Regions from separate parts of the Oryctolagus cuniculus genome. Here region 2 is linked to region 1. Evidence: chromatin contacts called from public Micro-C data. All regions are on one chromosome and are shown on one strand. Each heading gives the region's core, a stretch centred on a gene start, on an enhancer-like site or on the middle of the called end of the contact. The rest is flanking DNA. Distances are from core to core; before and after follow the strand shown. Region 1 holds the start of BACH1 (BTB domain and CNC homolog 1). Region 2 holds the start of MAP3K7CL (MAP3K7 C-terminal like).

Region 1 (5,186 bases), core at 1,433-3,932:
TAAAGTTTTTTCCCCCATAGGAATTGTGCAAAGGCACCATGACTCTTATAAACATGAAATAATTTTTAAAAATTTATTTTACTAAGATATTTCCATAAATATAAATCAGTGTAAAAGACCTTAAGGCTAAGTTTAAAAGTTGTCCAATTAAGCAGAATTCTTTTCTTGATTCTTAGTATGGTAGGGTTATTGAAGGTTTTGTTGGCTTGGTAACTAACAGTGTTAATGCTAACACTGGGAGTCCCAAAGGCATAAGCCAGAAGGTAAAGTTGCCTGTGCATATGCAGGCTTTACAAGAAACTATATCGGTTTTGTTTTGAGTAAGGGAACAAAACTGCCACATAATTTACTGATAGTTTACTGCATCATCATTCATTTGCTCCTTCATTCAATCTGTAGTCTGTTTCTCCTCCCCTCATTCCTTCTCCATACTTAATTAGCATTTGAAAACATCACATGATTTAAATATCTCTTTTAAAGTCCACAGGATGAAGTCCAAACCAGGCACAGGCCATGAAGCCCTACTTTTTTTTGACTGTTTTATTACACTCTGCAATTTCACCTTTCATCCTGTCTTTACTGCATACCAAAAGCTCTACCTCAGTACTTCTTCATTGTGATCTGAAAATCATCAGCATCAGTATTAAAAAAGCATGTCTTGGTCAGGTGTTTGGCCTCGCAGTTAAGACAATGCATCCATCAGAGTGCCTGGGTTTGAGTCTGGGTTCCAGATTCTAGCTTCCTGCTAATATGTAGCACAGGATGATGGCTCAAGTGGTTGAGTCCCTTTCACGCTCACTTGGCAGACTTGGATAGTGTTCCAGGCTTCTGGCTTCAGCATGGTACAGGCCTAGTTGTGGCTGACAATTTGGAAAGTGAATCAGCAGATGGGAGATCTGTTTCTCTCTTGTCTTCCAAATAAACAATAAAAATGATTTCTAGAAAGATGCCTTGGGTACCATCCAGACCTATGATAGCAGGATCTTTGAGGCAGGGCCCAGGAAGCTGCATTTTAGTGAGCACCCAGATATTTTATTCTTAAGCATGTAGCAGTTTGAGAGTCACTCCTAGTTGCCTTGATAGTGTCAAAACTTGGTATTCATTTGTATGTCCACTAAGGAAATAAGAGGCCCTCCCAAAGAGGAGGGTGTGTTCCTTGTTGAAGAAACTGCATAGGTGTGGGAGGCAGAATGTAGTTACACTGGCTCAACGTGGAAGAAAAGTGAAGCCTCAAAAACCCTCACATGATTTATAAGAACCCCAATCCTTCTTTCATGGTCTACTTCCAGCTGTCCTTTCCTTATTTCTTGTTAAATATCTGCACAGCTACCATGAACTCAGGTAGCCTGGAATGCCATCTGCCTCCTCCCTGGACAGCTGGGTCTCACACATGACCATTAAGACACAACACAAATGTTACTCCTCTGGGAATCTCTCCCTGATATCCAAGCCATAGTGTATCATTTTACCATTTGTACTCGCATTCAATTTCTGTCATTTTCTCGTGTATTTCGAATATAATGCGAATGTCCCTAAGTCCTGCAGACTGTGGGTACAGCCCTGCAGTTTTGTTAATAATAATACATGAATTCATTATTGTGGTAAGTTTTTTTTTTTTTTTTTTTTTCTGCCATGTTGCTCCAGGGCTGTCTTACTGAATTCAAGAAATAAGTCCACACTTTCTGGAGCTGCTGCCAGTTGAGCCACCAAGTTTTCCCATCTCTCCTTCTCCATTAGAAGTGAAAAGCCAACAACAAAATCCTTTCAGACAGATCCTTCGAGGGCTGCAGGCCTCCGGTTGAGTGCCATCTCTCCAGGAACTCTATTATGGAGTTGGCTGGCACAATCCCCTCTCTTCCGACATGGATAAGCTTTGCCATGTGCGCTCTGCAGGGCCCAGGCTTTCAGCTCCAGAGGTGTTAAATGGCTTGGGAACATAATTTTAAAGGTGACAATTGGATACACACCACAATAAGCATCAAGGGATGAAAGCGCAACCAGAGCTCGAGCCGGGCCCGCTGACACCGCTGGCACCGAACCTGGCTGGAAGTTTCCTGGCAGTCGTGGTGAAAAGGGAACACCTGTTAGCGGATGCCCTTGTTCTCATTCAAGCCAGGGCTGCCAGACGCCTTCTACAATATCCCGGATGTACTTGCTTCTTCCCGATCGGCAGGATCCCACACCTGGCGAATCTGGGCGCCTGCCACCCCGAGGGCTTCCTCAGCCACGACCCCTGTGCGGCTCTGGGGAGGGGCGCCCGCTCTCACTCCCGCAGGGCGCGGGAACCCGGAGCTCCAGGCGCCGTGACGGCCTCCGGGCGTCCGGACACCACTCGGGCTGAGGGGGCCGCCCCCTTTCCCTCTGCCCTCAGGAAAGGAGTGGTCCTCGTAGGGGGCTGGGCACGCGAAGGTGGGGGACCCGAGCCGCTGCCGCTCCCAGGCCGGCCGGGATCCGCTCGTCAGATGGCCGGCGCAGCCCTCCCTGGGGCTCCCAGAGCGGGCTTTCCTGATCCGCGGTTCCCCGGGTCCCCTGCCCAGGCCTCCGGAGCCGCAGGGCGGGGCTCCAAGTGCGGGCGGGACTTAGGCGCGGTGGGAGTGGCCTCACGAGGAGGGCGTGGCCTCACGAGGAGGGCGTGCCTCGCCAGGCCTGGCGGGAGGGGCGGGGCGGGGCTTCAGCGGGGCGGGGCGGGGCCTCGCGAGGCCAGGCGGGCGGGGTCTGGGAGCCTCGGGACGGCTGCAGCCGCGGCTTCCGAGCCGAGGAGAGGGGAGGGGACGGTACGGGAGGAGACGGGGCCACCGGCCGCGCGGAGGGAGTGAGTCACCTGACCGCTGCCCGCGCCACCCGCCTGCCTCGCTCGCTGCCGTCAGACGGGCCGCGCCGCGCTCCGGCTCTGGTGAGTGGCTTGGCCGGCCTGCTCGCCCTGCCCCGGGAGGGTCGCGGCCTGGGCCTGTGAGGGGAGGCGCCGAGGGGGCCTCCGGCGGCTGTTTTCTGGTGGTGGTGGTGGGTCGCGGGGCCGGGAGCGGCTGCGGCCCCGTTCCTGGAAGTGGCCGCGTCCACCGGAAGGGGCGTCCGTGGGTGCCCGTGGCTCTTGAGGCGGCCAGCGCTGTTGTTTACCGGCGCGCGCTGCACTTTACCCCCGGGCGGGCGCTCGCGCGCGCCGCGGGGTCCCGGGCGCCTGCCGCCCCTCCCCGGCCCCTCGGTCCCCGGGTCGGAGCCCACCCGGCGCCCCAGCCCGCGGCCCGCCCTGGCTGTGACACATCAGCACCGCCCTCACGGCCCGGGCCCCGTCCTGCCCTCTGCCCACTCCCAGCGCCTCCGCAGCGTCCCCCGCGCCGGGCGGCGTTTCGCCCTCCCAGCTGGGTGTGGGTCGCGCGGGTCATCGCGTCGGAAAGGCCGAACGGTGGCCAGAGCGGGAAGATCACCTGGTCTAACCTGCGTCTGGGGAAATTGGTTTTGGGGATTGGAGGTCTCAGGGCTCCCATTGTTGGCGTTTTGCCCGCTCGTCGTAATGGGGACTCTCACAACATGGTGAGAGTGGGTGTTGATTGTAGAGACACCGGCTTTGTGCTCCTGTAATGCATCACGAACGCCGTGGCTTTCTCTCTCTCTCCAGGCAGGCTCATGTCATTGAATAGAATTGTGCGGCATGCGTTTGTACCATGAGCCCTCTTTCTGCGTTCAACTTGGGCGGATTCAAGGTAAAGTGTAGTAGTAATTGTGGAGGAGCCTGTGTGGGAAAATCAAGCTACCATGTCGTCTTTGGAGGAACAAAGACTTTGTAGGATGCTGATAGTTTGGAGAATTTATATCTGTGTTGGAACTGTTACCCATGGAGGATGCCACTACTAGGTCTTTGTTCGTCTAGTGGACGCTTATTACATTCCACAGGGTTTGCATTTGAGGCTGTTTGGAAAGATCAAGGGTGGAAATTCTAGGGAGGCAGAGCATTTGAACGTGTCACATGGCCGAGCAAAGAAATGGGAAGAGCTGTCAGCTTGCTTCTTCCTGGTCTCAGGGTAGTGGTGCAAGGGCTGGGCTGGGCTGGGCTGGGCTGGGCTGGGCTGGGCTGGGTTTGGTTTGAAGGCACTTGTCACTTCTGCCATTGGACATCTTAAGGAAACCTAGGAAAAAAGGCTGCTGTGAGTCATCTTGGAGTAGGGTGGCTTTGGGGTAGTGCCTGCATCTTGTTTTGTTGTTGTTTAACATAAGGTTCTGTCAAGCGGTTTACCTTTGTTCAGTATGTTGGTTGGATAATGAGGTAGGATGACTCTTTAAAAAAGTTGTGTTGCTGAGTCATTCACCCGAGCCAGAGAGGTAATTAGGAACAGCTGGTGCAGATAGGCTCATCACATGCCTCCACTATAAAAGGCCAAGGAGCACTGAGAGGGATTGCTTCAGAAGGCTGAAGGGGACTCAGTGGTTGTCTGTTCTGATACATGTAATTAGCTGGGGAAGTGCAGGAGCACTCTTAGGAAGTGGCCAGGTAGCACTGAGGTGTTTAGACCAAGAACAGCTGCGAGATCTGACTGAGAATGAATTTGTACTGGAGAAAGAGCTAAAACTGGGGCAGAAATTTGCAGGCAGTAAATATTTGCAGGCAATAAATATTTGATACAATAAACAATACTGTACTTAGTTTTTTATTTCCTCTTGTTGTATGGTCTTTAACATTTCAAAACATGAACTTAATTGGTTCTTCATGAAAGTTTCTTTATGCTAACACAAAAGGGAGTTTTCCTCTTGTTTTTCATGACTCTTGGCTTTTCATGAATACAGGAGTAGTTTTTTGGTATCAGGAGGGTAATGTGAATGTGGGTGGATTTAACATGTCTGGTACAGTCAAGGCTAGACAGTTGTCTAATGAAAGTCAGATCATACTTATGTGTCTCATTCTCTTGAAAGATAGTACTAGTGTCTTTACATTGCGTGTCATTGTTTCTTGCTTAAAAGTAACCACATAACCCAAGCATAACTTTCCTCAGTGTGGACAAAGTTTAGGAATGGGAAATATGGAGGTGAGGGTTTGGTTCTTAACCTCATGTCAAAAGAATGATGAGTTCTTATAGTAGGTAGTTTTCATTTAAAACATTTTGTATTAGAAAAAATTAATTTTGTTTAAATTTGGGACTAGAGAAGATTATAAATGAATTTTTAGGGTCTCTAATGAAGAGTGCAAGGTGGTAAAA
Region 2 (5,186 bases), core at 1,337-3,836, 280 kb before region 1:
AGCTGGACTGGAAGAGGAGCAACCGGGACTAGAACCCAGCACCCACATGGAATGCCGGAGCTGCAGGTGGAGGATTAACCAAGTGAGCCAAGGCACCGGCCCCTTGTTCACTGGGAATTCTAACTGAAGGTATCTGTTCCAAAATGTTTAGGGACTAAAGTATACAGACTTTTGAACTGCAATTCCAACATGTATACTTTAAAAATTCCAAATTGTTTACAATACTAAAATTCTAAATACCTGACATCTCACATAGGTTTCATAAACCTACTATTTATATCAAGGTTTTTCTAGTGCTACACTGCCCAATACAGTGCCATTAACCACACGTGGCTATTTGAATTAAAAAGTTCAGCTCCTCTACTACACTAGCCACATTTCAAAGATACAGTTGGTATCATAACGCACAGCTCTCTACAGAAAATTTCCATCATTGCCTAAAGTTATATTGGACAGTACTGCTCTAAAACACAGCCTCCCTCCAACAATTTCATTTAAGTCCCATCTCCTGACACCCTGCGAACAGGCAACTGATCATAAATCAGAGTGTCACTCTTCTACTTAAGGCCCTTTAATGTGAGCAGCATCAGCATCTCGTGAGTGCCAGTTCGAGTCCTGGCAGCTCTATTCCCAATCCAGTCCTCTGCTAAAGTACCTTGGAAAATAGCAGGAGATGGCCCAAGTGCTTCACCTCTCACCTACATGGGAGACCTGGATGTAGTTCCAGGCTCCTGGCCTCAGCTTTGCCCAGCCCGGCTGTTATGGCCACTTGGGGAAGATACCACCGGCAGATGAGATACCTCTTTCTCTCACCCTCCTCTCTCTAAACTGCCTTTCAAATAAATACATACATACATATATAACCTTCAATGGCTTCCCATCTCATAAAAGTAAAATGCAAATCCCTCTGGGGATACAAGGGCACACCTGTCCTGGCTGCGGCTCACAGTGCTTCTGAACACATCTTTTACCATGCCCGCTTTCCTTTTGCAAGCTTCAGTCTGTTACCTTACTCAATTTTCTTTAAGAAACAGGACAAATTCACTGCATACCCAGGGTCTTTGCACAGTCTGGTGTGTCAGCCCGAAACATTTCCTGCTCTACTCTTTCCTGGCTCTTTCTGTCTTTTGGAACTAGTTAAGAGTCGCCTGAACATCATTTTCAACTGTTCTGCTTCTGGCCTTCCCCTCTCTCTTTTTTTAATCCTTTTCATTCCCCACTATTATCAGTACTGTTTATTTCCTTTATTATTATTTCAAATTCTCCCTCAGATGAATATAAACTCTAAAAGCCAAGACTTCTTTCACTGAAGCCCCCTCAGTACCCACTTATTTCAACAATTATCTTCGTGTTCTGCAGAAAACTGCTAGCACCTGAATGACAATAATGCTTTGATACACAATTTCCCTAAAGTAAGCGGGGAAGGGGAAATCCAAATTGGAAGCTGCAATTTCACTGAGTTTTTTTAGGGAGCAAATAATGTCACATTACCAAAGAGATATCCCACCAACATAATCTTGTTAGCATTTATGTAGTACACCTACGTTCTCTGAAAAGTGCATCCTACGAAACAAAACAGCCCTAACCTCGCAGAAACTGTTAATGTGCTAGCTCCCAATAAACGATGCTCCCGGAATTACGTTCACAAGATCAGAAAGCTAAGTAACTGTACTTGGGCCAGGGTGTCTCCTACGCAGTGAGCTCCACGGGTCGGTCAGATATTTAAGACGATGAAAGTCAGCCCCAGCCCGGTACGTCCTGCACCCCGTCAGCCGACGCTGAGACCAGAACCCCCCCACCCCCGCCCCGGTCCCACAAGGGACTCCCGGCCTCATGGAACCGAAGCGGGAGAGCTTCGTCTCACACTACAGCAGCAGCCCGGGGTGGGTGCCATCTCCTCGCTCCGCACCAGCCCCGTTTCACGGATGGAGAGAAAGCGCACGAGGGGCTTGACGCTGGCCCGGCCCGAGCGCGTAGAAAGCGAATCCCGAGGCCCTGCCCCTCACCCGGCGCCTCGTCCCCTCTCGATCCTTTCCCGGGATATTAAAGAACGGAAGAGCCCCGGGCCTCGGCGGCCGAGCTCCCCCGAGAACACCTCCCCTTCTGGAATCTTCTCTCCGGCTCTGCCAGGGGGACACGCCGGGCCCGTTAGTAGGCCCGTGTCTTCGCTGCGGCCGCCCCAGCCCTCTGCCGACCCTCCCACCTCGCCGACTTCCTCCACTCCTTACTTTCGCGCCTTCTTTGAGCATCTGGGCAAAGCCCGGAGCTTTGGGGACGTGAAGCGCCATGGCCAGCCTGCAGAGGAACCGTTCACGCGCTCGCTAAGATCCCGGAGGTGGCAGGCGAGGGGCACGCACAGCCTTCTGGGAACGCGGCGTGCGGCCGCTGCACGCTCCGCCCCGCTCGTCAGCGAGCCCGCCCTTTCCCCCCGGCCTGATTTCAAGACTCGCGACAGCGAGAGCAGCTCCCGCTGCCAGAACCGATCTGACGATCCCCGATCAGGTCGATCGATCGGCGGAGCGCTAGATACACACTCGGTCTTCTGGCGGACGAATGCGCGCAGGCGCACCAAGGTCATTGTGATTTTTATTTTCCGTTTGCGGGCCCTGCCGACGGTCCTCGGAGGTCTCGGCGTGTGGTTTTTGCTGTACTTGTTAGGCGTAATTTCCACCTAACGCTCCAGACCTAGACACCAGCTTCAGGTGTCCTTTTCTTCCCGAGGCACAGATGTTGCCCTCATCTCCTGAGGCTGGCCTAGATCAGGTACTCTGGGCACCGTAGGAAGTGCTCGCGACGTGGAAGTGGTGATTGAGATCGTTGGTGAGGATAGCTGCGTGTGAGTGCCCACGAGTGCTTTACGTGTAATAGCTGTTGTGGTCGACCTTACAAGTTAGCAATCCTGTCTTCATGTTACAGAAGGGAAACAAAGCGAGCCAAACGAACGGTAATGACTTTCTCAAGATCACAGAGCAAGAGCTAAGATTCCTACTCAGATCGGGTTGAAAAACGCACTCAACCACTTCTTTTCTGCTTCCTGGTGGTAATACAAATCCCTTCGTTTTCCTGTCATCTTTTCAAACCTGACCTCTGTGTCTTTCCACACTGACACATGGCTGATTTAAATAAAAGTTGTCACGCTGGGACAGAATCCACTCGTTTTGTAGACGGAAAATACAGAAAACATGGAGCAACATTTTGGTGGAGCCTTTGATTTGGACGCATATGATTAACTGTCTTAACTTGGGGCAGATTAGCGTCCTTAGTCAAATTTAGCATCATTTTGTTCCTAATAAGCATTTAAAATAATAATGGAAACTGCTTTTTTGCCACCTCAGACCGTATTTGAACCACTCATTGGGAAATACTGCAAAAGATCAACAGTTCTCAAAGTGTAGTCCACTGGTAATGATTTTCATGATACCAAGACATTTCCTCTTGCTTTCAGTAGGAATTTTTCAGAGGCCCACGTGATGTGTTATATGGCAGCAGTTTGAATGTCAAAGGAATGAGAAGCCGATTATCTACTTTTTTAATTTTTATTTTTTTAAACTTTAATAAATATAAATTTCAAAACTACAACTTTTGGATTATACCGGTTTTTGCCCCCATAACCACCCTCCCACACGCAAACCATCCCATCTCCTACTCCCTCTACTCTTCATTTACTTAGTATATACTAAGTTCATCTTCTGTATATAAAGATAATCAAAAATGATTTTTTTTTTTTTTGCCAGGCAGAGTTAGACAGTGAGAGAGAGAGAGAAAGAGAGACAGAGAGAAAGGTCTTCCTTTTGTTGGTTCACTGCCCTAATGACCATTAGGGTGCTATGCCGCTCTGAAGCCGAACCGGGTACTTCCTCCTGGTCTCCCAAGCGGGTGCAGGGACCCAAGCACTTGGGCCATCCTCCACTGCACTCCCGGGCCGCAGCAAAGAGCTGGACTGGAAGAGGAACAACAGGGACAGAATCTGGCGCCCCAACCAGGACTAGAACCCTGGGTGCCAGGGCTGCAGGCGGAGGATTAGCCAAATGAACCATGGCACCGGCCCAAAATGAATCTTAATGAAGCCAATTATGTAAAAGCCAAACATGTAAAATAATGAGACTGCTCTCATTAAAAAAGAAATTACTTGAAGAGATCTCCCATCTGCTGGTTCACTCCCCACATACCATAAACATTTGGGGTTGAGTGGGGCCAAAGTCAGGAGCCAGGAACTCAATCCAGGGTTTTCCCCATGGGTGACAGGAATCTAATTACTTGAGCCATTACTGCCGCCCAGTGATGTGGGGCCCAGCCAGAATAGGAAGGGAAGTAGGGTAAAATTAACTGGAAGACTTTTCCGTAGTTTCTGTCTCTAGCCCTGCTAACTCCACCCCTTTACCTGCCACTGGTGGTTTCCTCCAGGACCAGGAAGGTGAAGCACATGTACAGAGAGAAGCAACTGGAGATGCAATAAAATTGTCCCAGAGGACCTCATGTGCCTTGAATCCTACCCAAACTCCACCGTTTATGTAATAAAACAGCACATCATTCCCCATAAAGGGGACATGAGAACTTCCTTTTTCAGCCTCCTCCCATGCTTTCTCCTTGTGGGGAGGTCTTTCTCTTAGGCCATCTCATGGGGAGCTTCTCTCATGGGTTTGTCTGCATTCCTGCCTGATTACATACATACTCACTCTGTCACTTTAATGAATCTTACTGTCATTATTGCACTTATGCCTCTGCTTTGAATTCTTACATGGGACAACAACCTGCAGTAAAAACTGGGCAACACTTTTTTTTTTTTAAGATTTATTTATTTATTTGAAAGGCAGAATTACAGAGGCAGAGAGAGAGAGAGAGAGAGAGAGAGGGGTCTTCCATCCACTGGTTCACTCCCCAAATAGCTGCAGCTGCCAGTGCTGATCTGAAGCCAAGAGCCAGGAACTTCTTCTGGGTCTCCCATGTTGGTGCAGGGGCCCAAGGACTTGGGCCATCTTCTGCTGCTTTCTCAGGCCATAGCAGAGACCTGGATCGGAAGTAGAGCAGCGCGGACTCAAACCAGTGCCCACATGGGATCCTGGTACTACAGTGCTGGCCCCAAAACACATCAGATCTATACAGACAAAACGCTGGAGTCAGGAGCAAGATTAGGTATCAAACCCAGGTACTGTGGTGTAGAATGTAGCAGTCTTTACCAGCATCTT

Evidence for each region. Hi-C and Micro-C count contacts between places; a contact is called where the count stands out from the background.
Region 2: a Micro-C map of ear pinna shows a contact between it and region 1, with 6 times the contacts expected there. The contact joins the promoter of MAP3K7CL here to the promoter of BACH1 in region 1. A contact is called at or near these places in 3 of 6 Hi-C or Micro-C datasets (ear pinna, psoas muscle and an unstated tissue).

What each region holds. Positions count from the first base shown.
Region 1 is chr4:16,286,403-16,291,588 of mOryCun1.1, reverse strand. BACH1 (BTB domain and CNC homolog 1) reads left to right here and starts at 2,682. Exons shown (of 6, transcript XM_008267170.4): 1 at 2,682-2,893; 2 at 3,614-3,698.
Region 2 is chr4:16,569,100-16,574,285 of mOryCun1.1, reverse strand. MAP3K7CL (MAP3K7 C-terminal like) reads left to right here and starts at 2,586. Exons shown (of 5, transcript XM_051859470.2): 1 at 2,586-2,763. The coding sequence starts at 2,728. It overlaps CCT8 (chaperonin containing TCP1 subunit 8), which reads right to left and starts at 2,505. Exons shown (of 16, transcript XM_008267158.4): 1 at 2,229-2,505. The coding sequence starts at 2,288.